2 separate regions of the Mus musculus genome follow, and region 1 is linked to region 2. The links are chromatin contacts, called in public HiChIP or PLAC-seq maps. All regions are on one chromosome and are shown on one strand. Each heading gives the region's core, a stretch centred on a gene start, on an enhancer-like site or on the middle of the called end of the contact. The rest is flanking DNA. Distances are from core to core; before and after follow the strand shown.

The links. HiChIP or PLAC-seq counts read pairs in DNA pulled down with a chosen protein or histone mark.
Region 1: a contact with region 2 is called in an H3K27ac HiChIP or PLAC-seq map of regulatory T cells, with 7 times the contacts expected there. The contact joins two enhancer-like sites. A contact is called at or near these places in 1 of 15 datasets of contacts at CTCF or cohesin (large pre-B cells), 1 of 484 Hi-C or Micro-C datasets (bone marrow-derived macrophages) and 3 of 115 datasets of contacts at active chromatin or transcription factors (embryonic stem cells and regulatory T cells).

What each region holds. Positions count from the first base shown.
Region 1 is chr8:128,591,934-128,598,180 of GRCm38.p6, forward strand. No RefSeq gene overlaps it. Among named protein-coding and RNA genes, the nearest start is that of Gm26002, 56 kb to the right of the region's middle. Within about 2 kb of position 3,543, at least 56 of the 459 cell types and tissues checked have an H3K27ac peak or open chromatin away from gene starts, as enhancers often do. A contact at or near this core is called in regulatory T cells, where this site is marked.
Region 2 is chr8:127,499,096-127,504,832 of GRCm38.p6, forward strand. All of the region lies in intron 22 of Pard3 (par-3 family cell polarity regulator), which reads left to right. It overlaps Gm51558 (a long non-coding RNA gene), which reads left to right. Exons shown (of 2, transcript XR_003947492.1): 2 at 1-5,436. Among named protein-coding and RNA genes, the nearest start is that of Gm51558, 27 kb to the left of the region's middle. Within about 2 kb of position 1,261, at least 83 of the 459 cell types and tissues checked have an H3K27ac peak or open chromatin away from gene starts, as enhancers often do. A contact at or near this core is called in regulatory T cells, where this site is marked.

The sequences.
Region 1 (6,247 bases), core at 2,293-4,792, 1.1 Mb after region 2:
AGCTATAAGCTGGTCACAGAAACATGAGAGTACAGTTTAATTAATGGTTTATAGATCCTACCAAAGCCAAAGGCTAACAGACCTAACCAAGGGCAGAGGCTTGCAAATCAAGCCAAGGCCTGGGGGACATGCACAGATCATGTGAACCTCCCATGGCTTGGTTCATGATTTCCCAGTAGAAATGACCTCAGTCCTTATCCTGTTTCTGCCATAAGCCCTATAAAAAGATACTGGGCTAACAGTTTAACAGAATCCTCTGGGGAATCCCTTCCACTATGGGAATCTTAGTTTTTCCTGTTTTTTTTCTTAATAAACTTGCTTTCTTGTGCTCACACCACCTATGTCTGCATCTTCATTCCCCATTGAGATGAGACAGGGTGAAGATTCATACTTTAGGTTGACTTTTGATAACCATTTTTTATCTGGTACCTTAGTCTCTGAATCATGCTTATCTGGTCCAAGGGTTAGAGGCCCCATGGCTCTCAAATATCTGCATCACACAGATCAACTCAGTTAGCAAGGGAAGTGCTTTACTGACTGAGTCATGCCTCCAACCCTGATACCTCTAAGGTTTTTGCTTTTCTAATTATTTCAACTAAGCATTGAGTGGCTGTGGTAATTATAGCTGCTTTGTCTACTTCTGGACAAATAAGAGAATTGTGCTTCCTTGTCCCCTGGGAAGTTAGAAGGAGCAATCTGACCTATTTTAGCCAATTAAATGTGAAGGTTAGTAAATCATCCCAAGGTGGAAGATTCCAGAGGCAGTGCACATTTCTCCACACTCTGTTGTCCTCCCTCAACAATCACTACAAACACATAGTGTGACTTTCTTCCCATGAGCTTCCCAAAGGAGAGTGCATCCAGCAGTCCCTCTGCCCCACCTCTCTCACTTGCAAACTGAGTGTACAAATAGACCACTATCTCTGTAATTGTATTGCAGATTACATTTAATTTGACAATTAATATGGCTAGCATTTTAAATTATAAAATTCATTAACATACCTACAAATTACTAATTTTAATGCAAAATAAGTCATCAACCACTTTAGGTATTCTGGAATTACTTATACCAAAATGTATTAATTAGTAATTGAAACATTGTTTACAGTGTGCATGATAATTTTCTGTTTATTCATGTACATTAGTTGTGACATTTTCATTCATGGATATGATGTACTTTGATCATATCCACCTGTAGCCGTTTCTTAGCATCCCTTTCCCTCCATCCCCTTCCTTTCTCTACTTGCTCCTCCACTTTTGTGCCTTTTTCTCCACAGAGTCCATGTGCAAGAGGAAACATGATTCTTGCCTTTCTGATTCTGGATTATTGTGCTCACTACATCTCTGCCTACAACCATTTTCCTGCAAATGATATTTCCTTCATCTTTTGTCTATGCATGTATGTTTGTGTCTGCATATGTGTGCTGGTGTGCATGTAAGTGTGTTTGCAAGCATGAGGAGGCTCCAGTACAATCTTGTTCCTCAAGCACAGTCCATTTAGAATTTGTTTGTTTTTGAGTTTTGGGTTTGGTTTTTGGTTTTTTGAGTTGTCATTCTTGTTTATTGTTTTTGAAACAGTGTCTCTCACAGGTTTGTAGCTCACAAAGGAGGAAAGACTAGCTAGTCAACGAGCCCCAGGGATCCACCTCTCTAATGCTGGAATTAAGAGCTCTGCCACCACACCTGGCTTTATTATGTGAGTTCTGGGAATTACACTGAGGTCCTAATGATTGCAAGGGAATTTCTTTATTAACCAAGCTCTCTCACCAGCCTGACTATTATTCCATGGGCAGCAGATCAGTTCTTATTGACCACTTGTGTACTTGTGTATGTTGAACTCTTATCCTGAAGTATCCTTCCCTCTCCATGCTACTCATATGACAATGTCTTTTGATAAGAAACAGTTCCTGCTACCTTCTCCAGATGCAGTCCTGAATTAGCACTTTATCCCAGAACAGCACTAGAAACCATTACGTCCTACACACTAACTTAATGTTGTGTGTCTGGTTAAAATCATCTCACCCCTGCTTTTAAAGCCTCTGGAACAAATGAACCTACTCAGAATCATGTATTTTCATCATCTAACCTAGAACCTGGTACTTGGAGTGTGCTAAATAAATGTCTATTGCTAGAATGTATGAATTAAAAAATAAATTAAATTACTGAAGCAGAGAAGTCCTGTCCCCAAGAGCCATATAAGTACTCAGATCTTATTTCTCTCTTTATAGTATAGTATAGATAGTATAAAATGACCACTCAATGAGTTGAATATTGTGTATGAAAGTCTTTGTTGTTCTCTTTTTGGGTGGACACCGGGTAAGATGGAAGTGTCTCATGTGAACCAAGCTGACCTCAAGTGCCATATGTTGCAAGAGAATGAAATTCTTATCCTCCTTCCTCTACCTCCTGAGAGCTGATATGATAGGATTAAGCTGCAACTCTCTGGACTTCCTGTACATGAGAAAAAGATTTTACCAACTAAGCCACATCCTTAGTGCTTTATTTCTTACATTCAAGTTTATTGTTCTTTCTGGAGGAAAAACTTAGTCGTTCAAAAGTATTGACTTGGGCTCTCTAGATTTTGCATATCAACTATGAATTCCAGACCAGCCTTGGAGCTTGTTCAGTGTGATGACAATCAATAGGCCAACCCTTTCTTTTTTCATATGTTAAATTAAAAAAACAAAAAACAAAATAGACCCACAAATATAGCTCTCTGTCTTTAAACCACTTATGCTGGAAAACATCCAGACAATATTTTAAATTGCAAGCATAAAGTCTTCAGGTAGCCTTTTAAATTGGGCCAAAGAACAAAATCCCAGAGTATGTATATGAAGTAGAGATTCCAGGCACACTATGGGTGACTCACTTGTAAAAATGGCACCAGCCATTCTCATCACTGACCAGTCTCATCAGGCAGCTGTCTTGCCAGTATTCTCATCAGGCAGCTGCCTTGCCAGTATTCTCCTCCCTACTTGTTAAGGTCAAGGTTCAGGGCACAGATGGTGCTACATGGAACACATTCAGACACTAGGCTGGCGTTCCAGCCTGGCTTCTGAAGACACAGAAAAAAGGGCAAGATCTCAGTTCTTATCTGCACCATGAGATTGTTTATTCAGTAAGCTGTCCTGGGCATGCTTCCCCATTCATGTTGCTTAGTGACAACAACATGACCTTCTCTCTTTCCAATAAAATATATTAAAAAGAAAAAAAAAGAAAGCAATGTTGGGTCAAACTTCCTCAGTGTGTCAGGAAATGAGAAACCTCAAACAAAACAACTTAAGATCTTGCAAGGGTGAGAAAAGCTTGTCTGTTTCTGGTGGGTCTTTTGCAGGGCGGGGAGAGTGTGGGCTCTGTTGCACATTTTATAAAATTCTTAGGCTAAATATAGCAGCTGTGCCAACAAACTCTAGTTACATCTATTTTCAGTGAGTGGCCAGCCAGCCCTTCTGGGCAGGTGAGGAAATAAAACAGTAAATGTTGCACTCTCTCTCAAGATGAACATGTGCATCCTAATTCAGCCAAAGTGGAAATGTCCAGTCAAGTGCATGACCGGGTCACAGGTACTCAGAACAAGGAATCATAGCCAGGAAACAAATGCTAAGACCACTCACCCCAGAGATGGAGCTTATTCACAACAGGGTACTCTCCTCAAAAGCCTGAACCTCCCAGGCCCTATCTCTCCTCAGAACTGAAAAAGAATCAGCAGAGCATGGAGAGGAAGAGACAATGACACACTTACTTCTCACCGGGACTCAGCAGGCAGCTGTTAATACTTATTTCACAGATGTGCTGAGACCTGAGCAGTCCCAGAGTCTAACACAGAAGGCCTGGAATCAGATGGTCAGACTGGGGTGGAAACCCCTTTGTGGGGCTCAAACGAATATTCTGTATATCAGATATTTACATTATGATTCATAACAGTAGCAAAATTATAGTTGTGAAGTAACAATGGATTAATTTTATGGTTGCAGGGGGTCACCATGAGATGAGGAACTGTATTGAAGGCTCACACCATTAGGAAGGTTGAAAGCTACTGCTTTAGCAGGACAAACAGACCGTGTAACCTGAAAGGGCCAAGTGTGATGACCTGGGTCCTCACTCTCCCCTTCCAACAGTAGCTCACAATACAGGCAGTGGCTTGGATGCCTGTCAGGAAAAGAAACATGTGGCTTCAAGAACACACTTTCAGAATGCAGATGTCCTCCACTCACAGTGGCTCTTTAAAGTCAATTTAAGTTGAAAATATACAAGTCAGAAAAGCATTGAAAGGCTGGGGCTGGGAAAATGGCTCAGTCAGTAAAGAGTACAAATTAAATAAATGAAGAAAAACAGAATGAAAACTCAGATCAACGTGATGGCAAGAACCTACTTCAATTGGTCTGGGAGGTGGTGCCTCTAAATCCTGTGGTGCAGCACCTGAGTGTCCAGGAGAATGCACAGTCCAGAGTCTGAGCACAGAGACTGAGAGAGTGGGGATGAGGAGCAATGGTTTCTCCAGACCCACAAACTGTTTTTCTGGATAAAATGCTTTTGAAAATTGCAGGGAAGGTAGTAAGTCAAACTGCCTGTTCTTGTAGCCTCTGAACTCTGGGGTATGTTTTGGAGGTTACTGGAAATTCTACAAGAAGCAGATTTTCTGGAACCTTCTCTTTGTTTTAGGGACTGGTTTTGTCTTGCCTTAGAAGCAGGAAGACCATCATTCATTTCGAGCACCTATGTAAAAAAGCATGGTGGCCCATGCTTGTCATTTCTGTGCTGAAAAAGCAGATAGACAATTGCTGGGGTTTGTTGACCAGCCACCAGCCACTCTAGCCTTCTCGGTGAGCCAGCTTCAGATTATATGACAGTGAGGTTGCCTTCTGACCTCTACATGCATGAGCTCATATATGTGTGCACAGGCACACACACATGCACACACACATATACACACGCACATGCGCACACACACACACAAACTGAAATCCAAGCACAGTTCCTAGAGTACATATCACTTTCTCAGCATTGTAAAGTTAAAAAACAAAACAAAGCAAAAAAAAAAAAAAAAAAAAAAAACAACTGATAAACCAAGCCATTGTCAGGCCAGAGCCATCTGTATTTTACTCAGGATCTTGGTTTGTGGCACCCATGTTAGGAAACTGTTGATACAAAAACACATAGATCTCAAATCAAAGGGAATATAAAATAGTTTATTCTGGAGCCAAAAATGTGAGTGATCATGGCTTGGGAATTTAAATTCGGGTTCCATGTTCCATCGTGGAAGCAGTTTTGTGGAGCTGTTATGGTAACAGAACAAAGAAAGTTATAATTCAAGGAAAATTTAAAATACACTGGTGGAAACATTAACAGTTACAGCAGGTGGAGGAATCTCAACTCTGTCCCTCAGATGCTATCTGAGAGCATTCTTGGTGCCACCTTATTGATGATAAATAGGGTTTGTTAAGTTAACACATTCTAAAGGTTTTTATCTGTTTATTAGGGTATCAGGTCTAACTCAGGGGAGGGAAAGGAGAAACTGTAATTAGGCTCCAAACCTGGCAACATTTGAAATACCCCACTCATTGAAGTCTTTGACAAAAATCAGCCTTTGTAGACACAGCTTCTTTTCAGGAATTTCCTGATCACACAAATTAAGATTCAAAACGGCAAATAGGGCTGGGGATGGCCACACTTAACATACATAAAGTCCTGGGTTTCATCCTTAGGACATTATAAACCAGCCTGTAGCACATGTCTATAATCCCTGCCCCCAAAAGAAGCAGAAGATAGATCAGAAGTTCAAGGATATTCTGCCTTGTGTATTGGGTTTTTGGCTGTTATCAAACTTGGGGATCACAACCTGTGCTCCAAGACAAGTTTGGCCACCCTCCTCAATAAACCAATTAAAAGTGTTAGATGAATAGGGAATTTATTCAATGTGGCTTTGTTGGGAAAAAGACAAGGAGATCCAGTGCTCCATCCCCAAGTCATGAGATTTGGGGGAAAACCCCATTTCTTTGTATTTCAGTTCAATAGTCAGACTGAGAATTAAGTGTCTCTTGAGAGTATCTTCATTTCTTTTGTTTATTTGCTTGCTTGTTTTTGTGTCTTAGGTTTTCTAGATAGGGTTTCTCTGTGTAGCCCTGGACAGTTTAGAACTTGCTCTGTAGACAAGGCTGGCCTTGATCTCAGAGATTCACCTGCCTCTGCCTCCCGAGTGCTGGGATTAAAAGCATGTGCCACCACTTCTTGGTAAGTATCTTCATTT
Region 2 (5,737 bases), core at 11-2,510:
GCTCCATCAAGGGTTGTGGACTCGGGTATGGGAGTTATTCAGCCCTCCTGACCTTTGCATTGTCTGCATGGAGCCGGCTGTTTAAAAAGACAACAGAAAAGCCAGGCCGTCCTTCATTAGCTAGAGAAGATCCCAAACAAATGAAAACCCAGGAGAGCCTTGTTGAGTCTGAATGTGATGGTCTATGAGGCACACCTCGAGTTCTGAGAGGGAGCACACTTATAGCTTTAATGACTCATTTGGGATTTTACACTCTGTTGCCAGAGCCAGTTATCAACAGCTTTGATTAGAAATTGGGAAAGCCGGTTGCTGAGAGGCAGAGCGGAGAGAATTGTATTGGATTAGAGAGGCATTGTTTTGGACTGAAAGAGAAGGGAGACATCTCGGGAAGCATCTGAATATGCATTTATTGTAATAACCGTGGTCGAGGTGGAGTGCAGTGCTTCGTTATTAAATTAAGTGTCTTTGTTCGTTCGTCTGGATCCTCCTGTTGGCAGCAACCCCCTTTCCTCCTCATTTAGGTCCATTTTGATGCAGTGTTACATCCTGATTTGTGGGTTGAAATATGTCAGTATTCATAAACCAAATTCATGAACCATCCTTCAAATTATTTGGGCTGATGAGACATCATTTACTGGTATGAAGCCAACCCAGGAGAGGCCTGTGAAATAATGCATTCAAATGCTACCTCTAAAAAATATCGGTCTTTATTCCCAGTCCTGTATGTAGGGAGAAGCTCTACTTTAAGCCTTATTATTTTAACAATGTGACGTGGGATTATAACGTACACCAGAGCAGCGTGCTCCGTGCTTGAGTACCTCCGAATCTGGACACTAAGTGCGCTTCCTGTGTTCTGAGTTTTTATCGTTAAACTGTGTCAAGAAGATATGCTCCGTGCCTTGGGGAAACCGTGAGGTATGGCGTGGAAATTTACACGTGGCCACATCTTCCTAACTATAGCTGAGTTTGTTAGTAGGCAGTATTTTTACAAAATACCCCGCTCTCACTCAGAGCATTCCTAGTATCGTCTGTATTTATAGTCTTACATTTACGCTAATGTACTAAGAAATTCATCAAACACTGTCTCCGTGGGCTCTGGCTTCCAAGCTGAATCCGAGAATTTCCTCCTGGTTATTTAACTATAAGCAGGGTGATGCTTAAACAAAACAAAGATAACATTCTGTACCTACACAATAGATCAGAACAGCTTCTTTCATCTCCACTTTGGGCCATCTGTCTGAAAAGAAAGTAAAAGCCCTCAGGAAGCAAACCGGCAGTCTGTGGTTAAGTTTCAAGGCACAGGCTCTTTCCCACAGCCCAGCGATGTGCCTGAGCACCGTAATGGGTTTGTGTTGTCTGGGAGGAGCTGCGTGGCTTGACCTCGGCATCTGTCGGTTAGAGCTGTTGGGTTCTCACTAGGAATTTTTAAATTCTGGCTGAAGAGGATTAAATTTATTGCTATTTAAACATCAAGCTTAATAACTATTGGGAATACTATTTTCCAACAGCTAAATTAGTCTTAGTTTTCAAATGTTCCTATGAACCATAATTCTTCCTGTTCTTACACTAGTGTGCGTGTGTGTGTGTGTGTGTGTGTGTGTGTGCGCGCGCGTGTGTGTAAATGTGCATGAATCTGCATGTAGAGGCCAGAGGACAGCCTCAACTCTTGTTCATCTGGATGTTATCAAATTTAGGGGTCACAGCCTGTGTCTCAAGTCATGCCTATCCACTATCCTCAATAGACGAATTAAAAGAGCCAAGTTAAAATGGAAAGCAGGAAAGGGGCATGCATTCAGCATGGTCACTTTGGGAAGAAGGACAGCAGCATCCAGTGAATCCCCTAAGTCTTTTGGGGTCTTGAATCAAGATTAAAGCTTAAAAAGAGGTACAAGGATACGAATGTCTAAGCAGCCAGCCCCAGTCAAGGTGGTCTCACCCATACTGTCTGGGCTTTATCTGTAAGGTGGTCTGACAAGTTGCTAGAAGCCTGTGAAATTGCTTTCAGAAGAAAAGTTCCCCTCTGGCCACTGCCTTTTCCTTCTCCCAGCAAGCGATTCCTGGAGATATGCCCATTTCTTTGGGATCTATTGTTTCAACAATCTGATAGTCAGATTGAGAGACACAAGTGTCTCTTTAGAATATCCTCATTTCTGCCAGGATAGTTACATGCACAGCTGTCTGCCTTAATGGCGTTTTTTGTTCTATTTGTTTGGTAGGTTTGGGTTTTGATTATGCTTGTGGATGTGCCTGAGTATGTGTGTTCATGCCTGAGTGTGTCTGCACTCGCTTATGTGTGTATGTGTGCATGTGTATGTGCTTGTGTGCATTCACATGTATGTGAGCATGCATGTGTGTGCATCTGTATGTGTGTGAATGCATGCATGTGTGTGCGTATGTGTGTTTATGCCTGAATGTGACTGCATGTATGTGTGTGCACTCACTTGTGTACATGCATGTGCATATTTGCGTGTGTGTGTATGTGTATATGCTTGTGTGCATTCACATGTGTGTGTGTATGTGTGTGTGCATGGGTATGGACATGCGTGTGTGTTTTATAAGGAGATTGAGGAAGCAGTCCTGAGTTGGGAAGGTTGCTGAGATAGAAGTCTTCTGAAGTGACTTCCGGGTGTGGGACTCCTTGTAACTGAACTCTCTCCCTGCCCACTGACACCTCCTATTGTAAAGCAGGAGAGCAACACACAGTAACATCTGTCATCCTAGAAGCCATTGGGACCAACTGGAGAAAGGGTCTGATGAAGTGAAGAAGTGGTGAACTATTTCAGCCCCAGGTCATTTCTTGGGCCACCCAACACTAGAGTGTTGGCAATGGCTTGAGCAACTTGAACATCTGCTAGTTCAGTGCTCTACATCCTGGGTTATCACTCCTGTGAACAAGTGCTGTGAGACACTTGATATCAGTCTTTGTACAACACCAAACAGGAAAACAACCCAACCACAAAGTGTTTCCGGTGTTCTCAAAGGAAGGGAATGTTTTTCATAATGAAATTAAATGTTTCTGGCTACCCAGTATGTTCCCATTGCCTATATTCCCTTAGGGTATTACCTGTTCTTCATAATCACTGTCAGTACCCTGTACTGACAATAATATCAATGATCAGGCAGCTGTGGAACAGGTAGGGGGATGCAGGTGTGCAGTAAATGTAAATCTCAGCGTGGGGGAGCTAAAACAGTGTGTGAGGTAGTTTTCCAAGATAGTTTTCCATTACTGTTAGTTACCAAGGAAAAATCAACTTATAAAGCGAGAAGATGGGTTTACTTCCATTGCTTTCAGGTCTGTGGCAGAATGGCTATCATGGCAAAATGCACAGCCCAGTGGGAAGTGTGTGGCAGAGCAGAACTGCTCCACACATGGTAAAGGCAAGAGTTATTTGCTGCAGAGCCCTATTTGCCTTTACAGCGTTACGCCCAGTGATCTGGGATTCCTCTGCCACCACCTTCAAGTGAACAGGCTTCCACCCACATTGAACTTGGGGTAAGTTTTTAACACATAAGCCTTTCACACTTTCCAGCCTAGATGAGAGGAGCTTCCAGCTTTAGTTGGTTGCTGTTGTGTTGCTGAATGATGGAAGTCTGGATTGCAGAGGTTAGGCATCAGCCTTCTAATAAGCACTGTCCCAGATCTCTTGGTCTCTGCATCATAGATTATTCATATTAGAGCCACCACAGACCCCAAAACTGGCTTCAGTTTAAGAGATGATAGATCCTGTATGCTCTCCAGGAACTGGCTAGCTCTTCTTCCAGTGCCTTTCCACGAGGCAGTCTTCTTCATTGATTGTCTCCGTTGATACCAGTAAGAGTGTATGAATGCTCTTATGCTCATTGTCTGTCTGTCTATATATGTGTATTTCTATCTGTCTGTCTTCTTTCTGTATCTGTCTCTGTGTGTCTGTCTTCTCTCTCTCTCTCTCTCTCTCTCTCTCCCTCCCTCCCTCCCTCCCTCCCTCCCTCTCTCCTTCTCTCCCTCCCTCCCTCTGTGTCTGTCTGTCTGTCTGTCTGTCAGCCTTGTCTGTTCTGTCTTGTGCATTTTTCTCTCTCTCTGGAGGGTTACTGGGATCAAATCCAAGGCCTCATGTCCTAAGAATGTATTCAACTACTGTACTACATGCCCTCAACCCTATAGGTACATAGGATATATAGAGAGGGTATAGTGTATACAGAAGTGTTTTACGTACCCCCACAAAAATATTTTTTACTACTATATAGTCATATTCTTCTTCTTTTTTTTTTTTTCAGAACAACTCAAGATCACTTGCTCCTATGTAAAGTATATACAATGTGCAGGGCCAATTATATTAGAATCTTCACTCCCATGAACACCCACTCCTGACTCTGTTCAGACCTGTGAGGCCATTAGTTGGAGCTCCCGGAGACCTGATTTCATGCCAGTCACATCACACAGACACATGCTTGTTTATGTTAGTCATTAAATCTCAATAAGTAAACAGCAGCAATAGTTAACGTGGCTCTTTATAAATGCATAGTCAGTTGGGAAACAAAGAAAAGCAAGTTACTCATGAATAGTGATCAACTTTATGTATTACCAGCACTCCCAAAATACCTACAAATAAGGGCAGACCTTACGGGGGGCAAACACTTTGAATGAGGTTGTTCTAAAAGATTTTGAACAATGGCCAGTCTCAGTCCCTGCCCTACAGCTCTCAGAAACCTATCCACAGCCCATGGAAAGCTCATGGCACCAAGTTGTTCTGTGCAGCAGCAATGCTGGGCTGGCCTCAAGTCTCCCCTTCTCCCTCCTTTTTCCTTCCTTGGCCTGTACTTCCAGGGAACCCTGCTTTGCATCCCAACCTTGGAACTGATTAAAAGAATGTTTACAGTTGGGCAGCCTAGCCATCGTGTCTTTTAAAAGAGAGCAAGAAGATAGCAAAACCTCAGGAATCCACAGTAAGTGGGAGAAACACCCACCGGGTTAGTGTTCCGAGTTGTAGAGTCTTCAAAAGAATAACAGTAATTTAATCACTCTCAGACTCCTCAAGTCCTTGGAGAAATTATCTAGTTTAATTGAAAAGGAAAATTTACAAATAGCACAAAAGTTGTTGAGGAAAAACAGTGTTTTCAGAAGGGCTGTCACAGACTGGTATTTTGAAGTAGCTTTCTCTCTGGAGGCTGGTTATAATACCAATTTGCCTATAACATCTTTCATTACAGCAAATAAAATGATGCATGGTGTTTTTTCCAAATGATCTATGGTGTGTAAAAACCATCCATTAACCTGAGGACCAGAGTTGGCTCCCTGGCAGAACACTTGGTTGTACACCTGAGACTCTGGGGTCAATCCCCAGAAGCCATCTACAAAGCTGTGTGTGGAGCTATATACTTGTAATCCCAGCATTGAGGAGGCAGAGACAGGGGGATCTCTGGGACTATGTAGTGAGACACTTAGTTTGAAAACCAAAACAAAACAAAAAGGTAAATAATGGTGTCTAAGGGACACCCAAGGTTGACCTCTGGCCTCTTGTGCATGTGCACATACATGCACACACACACACACACAAATAAATAATAAATGAAAGAAACCATTTCTCCTTTGAGTATATTGCATACTTTGTCACAGTAATGGAAAACTGTTTTATACACTACCCTAAGGCAAAAACTCCACTCACCCTCTCAAATCACCTTCCCTACCCAGTGGTCATTTAGGTCACATGGTATCTAGCACTTGGTGGTGGTCATGTTCTTCTTTGAGAATCAGTCTATA